Regions from separate parts of the Danio rerio genome. Here region 2 is linked to region 1. The links are chromatin contacts, called in public Hi-C maps. All regions are on one chromosome and are shown on one strand. Each heading gives the region's core, a stretch centred on a gene start, on an enhancer-like site or on the middle of the called end of the contact. The rest is flanking DNA. Distances are from core to core; before and after follow the strand shown.

Region 1 (3,145 bases), core at 361-2,860:
ACCGACTGCAAAGGTTTATCAACTGTCAAAAATTCTCATCAATTTTGTGCATTAAAAAGAGAAATGCAACCTCATAACACTTCCTACAAAGTTATCATGCTTCATTAAAATAAAAGAAGAAGAAAAGAGATATAGTGTATTTTTACTATCACATCAAGCATTTTGAGAATTTAGAGCCACCATAAGGGCAAGCGCGAAAATACAGAATGGTGTCTGTCTGATGTGATCAGAGAGCACTTTGACAATCAAAGTTAAAAATACCAAGCGATTATTATCATTCTCACAGCTTAATGGCTCTGTTTTGCATTTAAATCAAATTTTATTATTAATATATTAATAAATTTTAAATAATTACGAAAGAAATGCATAGGCAAGGGTTAAAGATTTTCCCATTCAGGTTTTGCTATAGGTTCATTTTTCTTGTGGTTTTGGCAATTCAACTAACAGAATTTGGAAACTTTATTAAAAGGTGAAAGATATACCACAATTTTACATGCAATTTTGGCACAATGACCAAGCGAAATTGAATTTTGTGAATTTACCATGGTTACCAAACAGAAATCAGAAAATAACTTACTAGGCGACAGATTTCACAGATTTTGTATTTCCACTTCATTGTCCTGTTTACTAACATAAGATTAATAAAAAAAAAAAAAAAAAGAAAAAACATGTAGGAGTGAAATTTCCAACACAATCTCACAGCAATTCGTAACTTTTAGTTTTTGTGGCTAATTCATATGAATTCGTACAATTTTATTCATACAATTTAGTACAAATTGCTCACCTCCCAGTGACAGTTGGGTTAAGGGGCAGGGTGCCACACCTTCTTTTTAAAATAATACATTTTCGCACGACTAAACTTGTACTAATTTGTACGAATTAGGCACTAAAGAGACAAAACGTAAAATTAGTTACGTTTTCTCGTGAGATCAGGCTGGAAATATCCTGTTGCAAATTTCATGTTAAACTAAAATTTTTTTGCAAATCGAAGTGATCTAAGTGACAGAAAAACCATTAGAGAGAATTTAGGGATGAGAGAGTTTAGAAATAAGTCTAACATTCTGTCAATTTCTTTTTCTTTTTCTTTTTTTAAAATAAAACAACAGTGTATCAATCTCATTTACACTTTAAAATTTAGATCAGCTTAACAGGAATTTGGACAATTTAGAGCCACTGAACAAGTGAACGCAAAACCCGTTAAGGCGTCTGATTTGATCCATTTCGTCTTCCAACAAAATGATGACAAAATGCAAAATATAAATCTGCTCTTTTTATGAAAAGACGACACCCTCAACATTTTAAAAACTCCATTCTGTAATTTTACAGATTTTCTAAAATTGCAATCACACTTCAGTTTTTGTGCATATCAAATTTTTCAAATGCCAAATACGGAAAGAAAATGCGTAGGACAATTTGGCCTTGAGTGTGCAAAGACCTTTAGCCTGGCTCATCATTTGTGTGTTAGCACACAACCTCGGCTGCGAAACAAGAGCAGAGAGCATCAGTGATGGAGCCAGAGTTGGATGAGGGTCGGCTCTGCCAAGCAGCAGTGGGTCCCTAAAGCAATTACCACCAACGCAAAGAGGACGCCCACCCTCCCCATCAGGCAGCGGGTGCGGACAGAGCAGGGCAACCCGATAGGCTATTAGAGGAGCGAGGGAGGGCGCGCTGGCTGATGCGTGTGAGAGCAACGGCGCACAGATTAAATGAGATTAAGCCGCTCGACGGATCAATTAGAGGCGGAATATCAGACGGCAACACGAGGCCCCGGCCGGAGACAACCAGGTTATAGAGGAGGGGGGATGGAGAGAAAGACTGAGAGGAGGATGGACAAAAGAAAGAAAGGCAGACAAGGTAAAAAAAATAGAGAGAGAGGATGGGGGTGAACCAGGGAGGAGAGGAAGTCCAAGCAGATGAGATGGACATTTTTATACCCAAATGGATTTTGAATTCCATTTTGTAAAAACACACATGCATCAATAAACATTTTAGAAAAATGAAATGATTATTAAAACATTTAAGAAATATAAAAAACATAATATACTAAATATTAGGGCTGCATGATATTGCGAAATTTTGTTGCGATATACAATTGAGACATGACTACAATTTCAAGAGATGAATTGAATCTCTCTATTTGTAAAGAATTGATCATTTTAGATTGATTTGGATGATTCTACAGGTGAGGCGCATCTGCATATAATCTAATAAACACTCTATAAATACAATAATGAAGCAGATACAATTGAAATAAACAGGTTTTTTGCCATTTGCTATTCAACAGTGTTCAGGTTAAGTAATAATAATGCACTCAAATGAATCGTTACTAAAGCTACAAACAGTATAATTGCTTATGCCTGAATGTTGTAAAAATATTTATACAATCACAGGTCTCAAAAACACATGCAAATGGTGAATTAGAATACAAAATGAACATTGTGCATCCTGCGATGTGACTATTGTGAATGATCACATTGTGATATTGATGCTGAAATGATATATTGTGTAGCTCTACTAAATATGTCATATTTTACATACAACAACTTAAAAAAAGAAAACTAAAATGATTGTATAATATAATAAAGCAATAAGCAATAGATATTGATTGTATAAGAACCACAAGTTGATTGTAAATTAGAATAAATCAGAATATAAATATGATCAAACGAATTTAATAAGTACACAATTGTATATGATATTAGTAGCTTGATTAATCTGGGGTAGCCACACCGGAGTGAACCGCCAACTTTTCCAGCCATATTTATCAAGTATAATATTACAATTGAATTATGTATTTTAATTTATTATATTTAACAAGAATAATAATGATAATATAAACTGAGAAATGATATGAACTTCCACAAATAAAAACTATGAAATAACAAATAACATGATAAAAATGTCTAAATTAGGCCAGCACAATATATTGTTTTAGCATCAATGTGCAGATCTGCAGTAGTCACATCGCAAGATCTGCAATGTTGAGTCAGAATGATAGTTGACCAAGATCTACAGAACACATGCAATTAGTAAAGCCATAGCTCAGTTTATCCATTTTAGAGTGAATGTGTATGTGTTTTATGTCCCATGTCTGAGCATTTTAAGAGAGTTTAAAGTATTTTGGCACAAAAATAGTGGAATAACT
Region 2 (3,133 bases), core at 426-2,925, 41 kb after region 1:
AATACTTCAAAATATATTTGAATTTTGCCAGTTGAACCTGAGTATTAGAGAGTGAAATACATTACCTTTTAAGACATTTGCATTCATTTTAAGACCTTATTATCCACTTCATGTTTTAACTGGACACACTGGTGAGATTTTACCTTACAGTATATTTTCTAAATATTCATATAAGAAACTAATCCAAAACTAAAACATTATTCACATACTGAATAAAAATCAATTAAATCTAGCTAACCCAGCAGATTGGTGCCTATAGAACTGCAAACATCATGGTATTACCTTGGTTACTGCAGTAAACAAAGCAACATGATGTTAAATCAAGCAGGATTTCATTGATTTCATAGAATTTATTTAATTTTAGCATGCAGCCATACGTTACTTAATCAAAAGTGATATAAAATGTTATATCTTGCAAAATAGTATTTAAGGCTTTAATACTTTTTAAGAGCCTAAAATTTCTCTTCATTGATTTAACAACTAATACTTTTTAAGACCCCACGGACAGGCTGTAAACACAATTTTCATAGTTCGCAGAACAAAATGGCCTAACATAAAGTACAACCTAACAAATGAATACATAAACAAACAGATCATAATTAGACTGAAAGTTCCACATATAAACACAAAATCCTCCAGTAGATACGCGTCACTGAAATGTCAACATAAACAAGACTTCTGACAGTATCTCGTAATTTCAAGTACAACCAAGCTAAATGGATATTTAAAAAGACACCATTTAGGAGGATTGTAATTAAACTAGCTTAAATATTAAGTACATTTGGTTTTATATTTGCACATTTGTTCAGACACAACTTGTTACATGCTCCCTATAATGTTTACCATGGTACTTAGAATATTCAGTCTGAAATCATATGTGAAAACGACTTTAAAACAACATAAGCACTTTTTATTTGACTGTGAACAATTTTGGATGATTTGAATATGATTTCCCTGTTTAAAATGAGCAAGTAATCCTTTTTTGAACTGATATTATTAAAGAGAAAGTCTGAATGTGTGAATGCAAACCAACGTTACCTCACTAGCATAAATTAATACAAAATCCACCATCACATCCTGAAATGTCAACATAAACATGCTTTGTGATACTATGAAACCTCATTAAACATAATACACATAAATAAACCACTGCAAAAGTACAAACAAACCAAATGGATACTAAAAACACACCACATTTAGCAGGCTTATGACCGAAACTTGCATACATTAGCACAGAATCCACACAAAACTGTTAAATGTCACAACCACTCTCCAAGCACACAACACACACTCTGTTCCCGTTTAAAAACACACTCATCCACGGCCAAAAATAAAAAAAAAACAGTAGATTTCAAGATAAAACGTGTGCTCTAGGAATCAAGAAGCATCACAAAATGCTAAATCTTTCACCTCAGCGATAAGTTTCAACACGCGCACACACGGATGCCTCCTCTCCTGTCAATGCTAAGCTCGATCCAGCTAAACAACACCAACACAAACCGCTCGATTTCCACTCACCGAGTGCCTGGATTGTGGAAACATCATGTCAGTTTTGGTCTTCGGGCTCTTGCCTTGTGGTCGTGAAGGAACAGGGAAGCGGTTTGCTCAGCAGACGTTTATTTTCGTGTTTTTCTTTGTTAGCTGAAGCTCCTCCGGCAGCTACAGGCAGCTCCGCGCCGCTGCGATGCCGATAAAGCAGGCTGATGTGCGCCGCACTCTTTAACGCGCTTTCGCCATGGAAGAAAAAAACAAGCAGGGGAGGATTTGCTGGATCTGCTGTGGCGTCTTTCCTTCGCTTTCCTGGTTGGGAATGAGCTGTGATGAAGGGCTGGTGTGTGTGTTTCTCTCTCTCTCTTTCTCTGCTCTCTGGTTGGAGGAAATGATCGAGCGGCGGCTGGGGGAGAGATGAACTGGAGTTTGGGAGCTGATGGCTGCTGTGCTGCTGTTGCTATTTTCTCTCTCTCCCTCCCTCCCTCTCTCTCGTTTATTATTATATATTTTTTGGTGTTTAATAAGCTATATATATATATTTAACTTTTTGTGTAAACATCGAATACAATAAAATGTATTCATACAGTTAATATATTAAATTAATCATACAGGTATAATTGTTTTATTAGCATAATTATTAATTTTTAGCAAAGCAGAACCTACATCAATGTAAATAATTGTACAAGTTAAGTTTAATATTAAAAAAATTAACATATTTACAAATAAATTCAAAATAGATCACCGAAAATATTCAAAAAGAAATAAATCTGTAAAATATTACACAACAAAAGCATTATATATATATATATATATATATATATATATATATATATATATATATATATATATATATATATATATATATATATATATATATATATATATATAGTTGCTGCAAATTTGTTGGCTGCACATCCCTGTGCGAATCTCCCGTTTCACCCCATCCCAAAGGTGCTCTATTTGATTGAGATCTGGTGACTGTGGAGGCCATTTGAGTACAGTGAACTCATTGTCATGTTCAAGAAGCAAGTTTGAGATGATTCCCTCTTTATAATATGGCGTGTTATCCTGCTGGAAGTAGCCATCAGAAGATAATTATAACAGTTAACTGTTGAAAACGGTCTAAAAAGGATGAAAAATGGTCAGCAACAATACTCAGGTAGGCTGTGGCATTGACACAATGCTCAATTGGTAGTAATGGGCCCAAAGTGTGCAAAGAAAATATCCCCCACACCATTACACCACCACCAGCCTGAACCATTGATACAAGTCAGGATGGATCCATGCTTTCATGTTGTTAACGACAAATTCTGACCCTACCATTCGAATGTTGCAGCAGAAATCAAGACTCATCAGATCAGGCAACATTTTCCCAATCTTCTATTGTCCAATTTTGAGACTGTGAATTGTAGCCTGTTTCCTGTTCATAGCTGACTGAAGTGGCACCCGGCGTGATCTTCTGCTGCTGTCTGCCTCAAGGTTGGACATGTTGTTTGTTCAGAGTTGCTCTTTTGCATACTTCAGTTGTGTTGAGTGGTTATTTGAGTTACTGTTGCCTTTCTATCAGCTGGAACCAGTCTGGCCATTCTCCTCTGACCTCTGGCATCAACAAGGCATTTGCGCTCACAGAAGTGCCACTCAC

The links. Hi-C and Micro-C count contacts between places; a contact is called where the count stands out from the background.
Region 2: a contact with region 1 is called in a Hi-C map of an unstated tissue, with 2.5 times the contacts expected there. The contact joins the promoter of tle5 here to the enhancer-like site in region 1. A contact is called at or near these places in 2 of 18 Hi-C or Micro-C datasets (caudal fin and an unstated tissue).

Annotation. Positions count from the first base shown.
Region 1 is chr22:21,656,386-21,659,530 of GRCz12tu, forward strand. All of the region lies in intron 3 of tle5 (TLE family member 5, transcriptional modulator), which reads right to left. Among named protein-coding and RNA genes, the nearest start is that of tle2b, 19 kb to the left of the region's middle. Within about 2 kb of position 1,611, at least 9 of the 62 cell types and tissues checked have an H3K27ac peak or open chromatin away from gene starts, as enhancers often do.
Region 2 is chr22:21,697,041-21,700,173 of GRCz12tu, forward strand. tle5 (TLE family member 5, transcriptional modulator) reads right to left here and starts at 1,676. Exons shown (of 7, transcript NM_200423.1): 1 at 1,519-1,676. The coding sequence starts at 1,545.